Linked DNA regions of Pan troglodytes: region 1 is linked to region 2. Evidence: chromatin contacts called from public Hi-C data. All regions are on one chromosome and are shown on one strand. Each heading gives the region's core, a stretch centred on a gene start, on an enhancer-like site or on the middle of the called end of the contact. The rest is flanking DNA. Distances are from core to core; before and after follow the strand shown.

The links. A called contact is a pair of places that touch in the nucleus more often than the background predicts.
Region 1: a Hi-C map of stem cell-derived neural progenitor cells shows a contact between it and region 2, with 4 times the contacts expected there. The contact joins two enhancer-like sites. A contact is called at or near these places in 2 of 7 Hi-C or Micro-C datasets (a lymphoblastoid cell line and stem cell-derived neural progenitor cells) and 1 of 1 other capture datasets (stem cell-derived neural stem cells).

What each region holds. Positions count from the first base shown.
Region 1 is chr16:58,766,131-58,770,580 of NHGRI_mPanTro3-v2.0_pri, reverse strand. All of the region lies in intron 3 of SMAD6 (SMAD family member 6), which reads right to left. Among named protein-coding and RNA genes, the nearest start is that of SMAD6, 72 kb to the right of the region's middle. Within about 2 kb of position 2,385, at least 5 of the 24 cell types and tissues checked have an H3K27ac peak or open chromatin away from gene starts, as enhancers often do. A contact at or near this core is called in stem cell-derived neural progenitor cells and stem cell-derived neural stem cells, where this site is marked.
Region 2 is chr16:58,613,271-58,617,751 of NHGRI_mPanTro3-v2.0_pri, reverse strand. No RefSeq gene overlaps it. Among named protein-coding and RNA genes, the nearest start is that of LCTL, 55 kb to the right of the region's middle. Within about 2 kb of position 1,966, at least 8 of the 24 cell types and tissues checked have an H3K27ac peak or open chromatin away from gene starts, as enhancers often do. A contact at or near this core is called in stem cell-derived neural progenitor cells and stem cell-derived neural stem cells, where this site is marked.

The DNA of each region.
Region 1 (4,450 bases), core at 1,136-3,635, 150 kb before region 2:
TTTCCCTCCTCAGCTTCCCAAGTAGTTGGCATTAGAGGCACACACCACCGGGTTTTGCCATGTTACCCAGGGTGGTCTCAAACTCCTGGGCTCAAGCAATCTGCCTGTCTTGGTCTCCCAAAGTGTTGGAATTACAGGCATGAGCCACTGCTCACCCAGACCACCACTGCTTTATTTTGCCATGTACAGACTTATTTTCTAACTTATTTTTATTTCTGTCACCATGGACCAATGAAAACTTGGTCCTGAGACTGGCCTGTTGGGACCCCTAATGGAGTCTAATAATCTGGTGCCCCAAAGACAGCATCCTGGGGGGCGTCGAGGGACTTGCCCAACTACACACAGCAGCAGGTGGCAGACCTAGGGCCAGAACTTGAGAGCCCAGAATTCTACTCTAATCCATGCCGCATGGTCCAAAAGGTTTCACAGTGAGAATGACCTAAGGCTGCCACCACTGACTGGATATGTGGCCATCGATAAACTGCTAAACGTCTCCAAGCCTCAGTCTCTGTATTTGTAAAAGGACTGATTCAATAATTAAGTACCCCACTCACCACAGTCCATCTCTGAATTTTCTGGAAACTCTGGCAAAATCAAGTGGGTGCAGAAGGAAGGAGGTGCCTTGTTTACGGGCTCCAGTGTTGGCCTTACCCTTCAGAGGCCAGGGATCTTTAGTGGGGTTGGGGGTCATGGCCCAGGGTCACCGCCATGGAAGGTCTCAATAGGACTGTGGATGACAAGGCCCTTTGCAAACCGCAAAGCACTTTACAAATGTTAGGGGTTAGCCCCTAGCCTGGCACCTGTGGTGAAAGAGGTGTTAGAATGAGCCCTGCTTTAGCTCCATTCTCTCACACACATACGTGCATTCAGATTTCATGCGGTGTGTCCAACACAAGCTGACATGCTCTGCAACACTATGAGTGAGAAGGTGGGCACCCCCTAACCCATGGTCCCCACTCTGTACTTCCCACAGCTGCACAGCCCCCTCCCCCTGTGCCTCTCAGTCACAAGCCTGGGCTGCCACTCAGGTGAGGGGACAGTCTCTTACAGAAGGATCTTTTTCTCCTCGTGGCTCCTAGGCTGTGGTACCGCCATCTCCCACGGCCATCAGCCTAATTAGGAACCAGCTCTTTAATTGCAAATAAATACCAGGGAGTCAGACACGAGTGAACAACATCAAAGATGACCGAGCTCTGACCGAAACTCCCGCTCACTACCCCCTGCTCAGGGCCTGGCCTAGTTCCCAGCCAGACTCTGGGTCCTGCTGGGAGGGTTCCAGGGGGAGGAGGAGAGGAGCTGTGTCTGGGGTGGATCTGGCAGAGTGGCACTAGCCTGGGAGGAGTCCTGCCTCCTGGCCCTGATCCAGCAGGTCATCTCCCTCCTCTGGCCTCAGTCTTCCCATCCGAACAATGAGATCATTACTCTCCCCAGCTCTAAATTTCCATGATTTAGTTAATGTTGCTAGGACTAGCAGCTCTAGTCCTAACCACCCAAACCCAGAAACCAGCTCAGATATCTATCAACAGAAAACCAATAAACAAAAACTAGGCACATCCAGCCAATGGAACACTACTCACCAAGAAAAAGGAACAAGCTACCGAAACCTGCAACAAGGTGCATGAATCTGAAGGGCATCCCATTGAGCACAAGAGGCCAGACAGAGGGTTCGCGGTGTGTTTCCACCAAGACAAAACTCTTGAAAAGGCAAACTAATCTACGGCAATGTAAATCAGAACAGTGGCCAGGCATGGTGGCTCATGCCTGTAATCTCAGCACTTTGGGAGGCTGAGGTGGGTGGATCATCTGAGGTCAGGAGTTTGAGACCAGCCTGGCCAACATGGCAGAACCCCATCTCTATTAAAAATACAAAAAAATCACCCGGGTGTGGTGGCGGGCGCCTTAATCCCAACTATTCGGGAGGCTGAGGCAGAGAATCGCTGGAACCCAGGAGGCGGACGCTGCAGTGAGCCAAGATTGCACCACTGCACTCCAGCCTGGGCAACAAGAGCGAAACTCCGTCTCAAAGAATAAAATAAAATAAAATAAAATAAAATAAAATAAATCAGAATAGTGGTTACCCCTGGGGAGAGGGAGAACAGCTGGGAAGAGGCACAAGAGAACTTTCCAGCATGATGGAAATATCTTATTTCTTGAGTGGAACCATGGGAACTTGGGCATCTGTGCTGTAAAAAGCCACACCCTGGATACTTAAAGAACGGTGGATTTCATTTTAGGTATGATACCTTGAAAAAATTAAAAAGAAGAAAGTGGCAATGTCCTGTGGCTGTCCTAGAGTGGCCCCAGCAGGGCTCCACAGTGGCCCAGGGGACAAGCCCTGTTCCCTCCCGGTGGCACCCACATTCCTGCCACCAGAGGGTGGTGGCTGTCTGCGCCGAGGAGGAGGTGGTGACTGGTCCCAACAATAGGCCTTCTCCCCTGCACAGAAATCAGCCCCTCTGATGGCTGGCATTCTTTTCTCTACGCCTCTCTGCCCAGGGAGGGTGCTGCGAGCCCAACATGTAATTTTTTGGGGGTGCAGGGGCACCAAGGGAGCTGACTGCAGTCTGAGGGAGGCGGGGAGTGCTGAAATCCCAAGAAAAGCCTTTTCGCTTCTTCGAATCAGCAGTTCTCTGTCAAAACAAAGGGCAGGAACGTTCCTGTGTGCTCCCCCGTGGGCTGCATGCTCCAAGAGCCTGAGCATAAACTGCAGCCTGCTTTCCTCAGGCTCCCCGCTTTCCTTTTGGCCAGACTGCCTTGGACTCAGCCACCCCTGAAGGAACCAGCGTTGTGCCCAGCTTAGACTCAAAGGTTCAGGGCATCCGTGGGAGGCTCAGCCCGAGTCCTCTGGGTCTTCAGGGGTCTAGGTCAGCAGGGGAGCAGGCGGTCCCTACTCCTTCACCTTCCAAGTCTTTGCTGCTGCTTCACACCCACCTGGGCCATAGCAACCTCCCTGGCTCTCCCAGGGCTGGACCAAAAGGGCCTGCTCAGCCCCTCATTGATGGGCCTGAAACAAGGGCAGACAGGCCCAGACCCTACCGAGAGCGAAGAAGAGATACTCAAAGTCTCAGAAGCCCAGAGAAGTTAAGTGACTTGCCCAGGGTCACCCAGCAAGTTGGTGGCAGAGCTGAAAAGGGGCCCAGGGCTGGCTTTTCCAATCCCCTTTGCACGGGGCTGCACTGAGGCCTCCTGCCTTCCTGGAAAACTCCTTTCTTCTGTCCCGTGTCATGCCTGTGGCTTCAAGTTCCAGTCCAACCGGCAGCTTTTCATCTGTGGCTCCCAGGCCTGGGAGTAATTACGTGGCCCTGCATCTGGTTAACCTAACACCCCTTTTAAAGCCTTGTTTGCCCATTAGATAAGTAGTTTTTGTTATCAAACTTAGAGGGAAAAAGGAGTTTCCACTTAACTCTCCTTTGTCATTTTAAGCTGCAGAAATGGCTTCAGGTTTTGCAGCAAGTCTAGAGATGCAGCATTAATTAGAGGCTCTTTTTCTTTTCTTTGTGAAGGGAGGGGAAGACCAGTTCTTTATCCACCGGGCTCCGGCAGTAAAAGCAGACAAGGAATGTGTACAGGGCCATGTTAATGGTCAACAGCTTAGAACGAGCCTCTCTGCTGAACTCTTTCCAAAAGCTGGGCCCAGCTGACAGGAGTTTCCTCTTACTCGCTCCCACCCACCCCTCCCCACCCCCCACCTCAGCTCCAGCACCTTTGGCTCCTAGAGGAAGCCGGGCTTCCAAGGGGAAGTTCCTAATCGGTCATTACATCACGGGCGGTCTGGCCACCACCGCAGCCTGCCTGCACAGGGCCCACTTCAGGGGCTCTTTTGGCGGCTGGTCTCTACATTGGCCACCACCCTCCAGACAGCCGCTCAGCTAGTCGGCTGGGGGTGGAGGGATGCCCCTAAGACAGGGAGTGTGATGGGAACAGGAGGGCAGCATGACAGAACCAGGAGGAGGGAGACTGAGGAACATGCCGTCCACATGGCCAAGGCGCAAAAACAGGCTCAGAGAGGTGAAGTGACTTGCCAAGGTCACAGTGGAAATGAGCGACACAGCTGGGACCAGGATGTCTCCTGCACAGGGTTAAAAGCATGGACTAGGGAGCAAAGGTGCCTGCATGTGAATCCCAGCTCTGCCACTCAGCAGCTGTGAAATCTTGGACGAGTGACTTCACCCTTTTAGGCCTCAGTTTCCTAACCTGTAACACAGGGATGCAATCAGTGGTTACTTCATCAGAGTGCTGGGATTAATTTCAAGTGTGTCAAATAATGCCTGGCTCAAAATAGGCATTGCATAAGTTAACAGCTATTATGATTACTAATATTATTACTATCAGGCAGCCTTATCTACATGTGTATATAAATTATATGATAGATTGACTCAGCCTGTATAGTTCATAAGGGTATTCATATTCAGTAGTAACACCTGCAAACATAATATGTGCCAGTGGAGCT
Region 2 (4,481 bases), core at 717-3,216:
GGTTTCACTATGTTGGCCAGGCTGGTGTAGTTTTAAATACTATTTAATAATACCAACAGATTATTGAGTGTCTTTTACCTACCAGGCACGGACCTAAACACGTTGCACATATCAGCTCATTTAACCCTCACAATACTACCAAGCAGGTTCTATTATCCTTTTTTGTTAAGTGAGGAAGTACACCTTGTCAAGATCACACATATGGTGCAGTTAGGATTCTGACCCAGTCCAAGGTGCAAGGACTCAAAAATTCCGAGCTCTTGACCACCATGTATACTTTCTCTGATATTTACAAATGTAACTTGAAATATTCCATACTTTCATTTCTGTAAGGATGGAGACCAGGCAAATAAACATTTGCTAGGCTCCTCTTCTATCCCAGACCCTGTACTAGCTGCCTTCCCGGGTTGTCTCCTGGCATTCTCACCAATGTCCTCTGAGTGCTGGAGCCAGCTACTTTCCAGATAGGGAAACAGAAAATCAGCCATGTTAAGCCCCTCTCCCAGGGTCCATAGGTGGCTGTGCTGGTTTCAAACCCAGTCCCATGCCACTCATGTATTCTAGTTTTTCACTGAAAGATATGCTCACCAACTTTACAAATAACACATTGATGAACCCATACTTTTTTTTTTTCTTTTGCTGCTGCTGAACTATTTCCTTGGGATGCATTCCCGGAGTGAGATTACTGAGTCAAAGGGCATGAATATTTTATGGCTTTCCATCTATATTGCCAAATTGTTATGACAAAGGGCTGCACCCATGTTCTCTGCCACCAGCACCACGGGGAGTATCATGCCCTACAGATTCAGACACTAAGGTGCGGAAACCGAAGTTCCAAGGCCTGCCACATCTAACACATTAAGTCCCAGCAGGAGCATTTTAGAAAGAGCTGGTGAATAAAGGGTTCTGGCTTCCCTGACAGCCCTGATGCCTGGTGGGTTTCTGGGTTGGGTGCTTTTGTTTTTTGTGTTGTTTTGCAGAAGTTTGCCTTTCTTGTGAAATTGTTTAAAATGTGGCTGAAATGGAACGAAGCATAGCTAGGCTTGTCTTTTAAAGAAAGAACAAATCTGAGGAAAACCCTTTTCTGATGTGGCGCCCCTTGGCCAGGGAGGGGGCCGCCCTGGCGCGGGGGCATCTAGGGGGCGTGGGCAGCCCAGGGAGGGGGCATCTTAGGGCGGGGGGCTGCCGGGGGAGGGGGCACCTGGGAGGGGCAGCCCGGGGAGGGCCAGGCGGGGTCGGCCGCGGGCTCGCAGGGGCGGCCGATAAGGCGGGAGCGGCCCGTCGCCACGGCGGCCCTGGCCCGGCGGGAAGGCTGGAAGGCGGGAAGGCGGGAAGGCGGGAAGGGGCCCGGCCGGGCTAGCGCAGATAACGCCCAGCGCTCGCTCGGGCGGCCGAGACTCGGAGACGCCACGGCCGCGGGAGATAGAGGCGCCCTGGCCCAGCCGGCAGCCCGGGGGCGGCGTGGGCTGCGGGAAGCCCACGCGGGGCTGCCCCGGCGACCCCCCGCAGCAGCCGTCTCCTTGGCTGCAGTCCCCTCCTCTGTGAAACGAGGGCCTGGAAGAATCGTCAGTGACCTCCTTCCTCGCACACGGCCTGCGCCCGGACCTCTCGGTCACCCGGTTCCTCTCAGCCAGGCCTCGAGGGGCGCGATGGGGACAAAGCTGCCCTTTCCGCAGACGGGGAGTTGACGCCCTGGGGGGCGAAGGGACTGTCCCTGGCCACCTGGCCGCCAGCATCGGTGGGGACCCGAGTGCAGAACTCCACACTCCACTTCTCTCTCCACTGCCCCACAAAGAGGGGCTTTTCCCCTTCAGCGGCTGACAAGGAAATCTCTAAGACTGGCATTTGCATTCTGCCTTTTCAAATTCTTCAAATTCCCCACATAAAATTCAGTTGGCTGCCAGACAGGGAGGGAGGCGGAGGACTGGGGGAGAGGCCTGACAGAGGCAGCCAGGAGCCGTCCACCGGCCCCAGCTCTCCTCGGAGAAACAGCTCTGGGGTGGGGTTCCGGAAATCCAGGCACACACGGAGGGAGCCCCCTGTGATCACCCCACTGCCAAGACCAGGCATCTCCAACAGGGCGCGGGGCCTGACCTCTCCAGCTCGCATTCAAAGCCTATCCTGGCACTGTTCTCCTCCTGCACCTGCACGGGGATGAGGGGGCCAGCCCCTCTTCCACTGCACACAGCTTGCCCGCCTCAAGGCCTCATTCACTTTTTGACCTTCTAGACAATTCTAAAGCCGTACTCTTTCTCCCATAGACGCCTTCCCTTCACCCCACCCGTCCCCAAGGACTTCACTCTTTATGGCTCCTTCCAGAAAGGATTTTCCAGGAAGTTTTTCTTTTCATTAAGCTGCTTTGAGAACCGTGTTCTATGTAAGATTTGACTCCTCTGTGATTCAGCTCCCACTGCTTGCATGCCTGCTGTGTGCCAGAACCTTCCTGTCAGCAACCTCAGGAGACAGCCACTATCACACCCATTGTACAGATGAGGCAAACCGAGCTCAGAGAGCCCCCAGTAACTTGTTCAGGGTCACAAAGCCAGAAATCAGGTAGGCCTAGCTCCAGATTCAGGCAGAATGTGAGTACAAAGCAACTCATCAAGAGACCTTAGTTCCAGGAATCCCGGCGCTGCCTCAGTGTGGCTGCTCTTGGGTAAGTTGCTGCCTCTCTCAGGGCCTCGGTCTACTGGGAGAGAAATGGGGATGATGACAGTGTCTCCTTCCCAGGGCAGCTGTGGGGTCTGCAGAGAGATGGATGTGGAGCTAGGCCCACAGGCCAGCCCATCCCCCTGGGGGAAATTCTGGGTTATAAGAATGCCCCCTTCTTCTCCAGGTTACCAGCACTGACTCATGGAAACTGAGTTTTCTGTGCCCCCTACACCCCAGGCCTCTCCTAGAAACAACAGCAACCCCCCCATTTCCTTCTGGCACATGGGCAATACCCTCAGCCTCTGGGGTCCTCAGCTTCCCCTCTCTGTGCACATACCCCTGACCCTCTGCCGGGCTCCACCACCTCCCCAGGCTCTCAGGGATCTGCTCCCTCTCTTCTCCCCCATTCAGATGTACTCTTAGAAAAGCCACTCCATTCCAGTCGAATATGAATATGAATACATTCAAGTTGCCAGCATGATCTTCTCAAAATATGCATGTTATCAGCTGGAGATTCTGGACAGTTACTGGTTTGGGGTTATATGCCCCTCCTCCTCCCCAGGCAGAAAGGCTGGTCATGCTCAGCGTATCTGGAATTCAAAATTTTTATATTTTTGTTGGTTTATTCCCCCTGCCCCCACATCCTGAACTGAGGGAGAGGGTTTATATGAGCCCACTAATTAACAGAACAGAAGCCTTTTTATTTCGTAAATAAAAGCATAGATACACTGTTTGAACAGAAATGCAGCATGTTCCCTGGAGAGTGTTTAAACTTTTAAAAATATTCCCCCCAGGGTCTGGGCAGGTGAGCCCCGAGGGGCTTTTCCAGGGGGAGACCTTGGTTGGGAGAACTGGTTGTCCCTCAGGGAGGAAGGTTCCTTAGGCTCCCAGCTGGGCCCCCCTGCAGTGTGGCGGTCCAGCTCGCAGTGGCCCCTCTGTGCCCATTCCGGCCCCAGCTGCATAGCCCTTCCCGACATGGGCTTCTTTGCTGGGCCTCCCTGCAGAAGTTAGAGGAAAGCTAATGACAACTGTCCTCAGAGTGAATGCCTCTGGGTTCTGGTGTAGTCAGACGGGGCTGTGAGACCTTGGGCAAGTCCCTGGTCCTGTCTGGACCTCACTTTCCTCCATGTGAGGAATGGAAGGTGCAGGTGGAATCCGCCCTGCCGTCTCCTCCCACCCTGAGGTCCTAGGCTGCTGTTCAGAGGCTGTTCTGGAAGCAGAAGGTGACTCTGTAGGTGGCCAGACTTTGGCCTGCAGGCTTCATGCCTCAAATCACATTTGGATGTTGGCTGCTTTTCATCCTCACAACATCACCAGTCAGCCCCTACCTTTATACCAGTTTCACAGATGGGGAAACTGAGGCCCCGTGTTTGACGTGACACCCAGACCCCATGAAGAAAGCCAGGCAGAAGTGATTCTCCTCTTTCTGTAAATGTGGAAACTCAGGTCCTAAGGATTCTGGCAACTCTGTGACTGGCCCCAGAGGCGAGGCCAGAATCTCACCGGGGACCTTGCTCGACCAGGGTAACAACCCCTGGGAAGCGCAAAGTGCAGGCCTCGAAACGGGTGCAGGTTGCTGCGCCTCCGGGGCTGGGTTTCCCTGGCTGTGACCCGAGGCTAAAGGGATGGTGGCGTGGATACACTCAGAGGTGAGCCACAGCCCTGAAAAACTGTGACTCTGCTTCCTTGAGTCCAGTGGCCAGCGTGGGGCCATCTGGTGGCCGAGCCCCATCACTACAGGAGCTCCCAAGGCCAGGAGGCCCAGAGTTTTCTGGTCAGATTTCCTGGAGTTTCCAGAAACAATCTGCAAGTTTTGAACCGGGATCCTG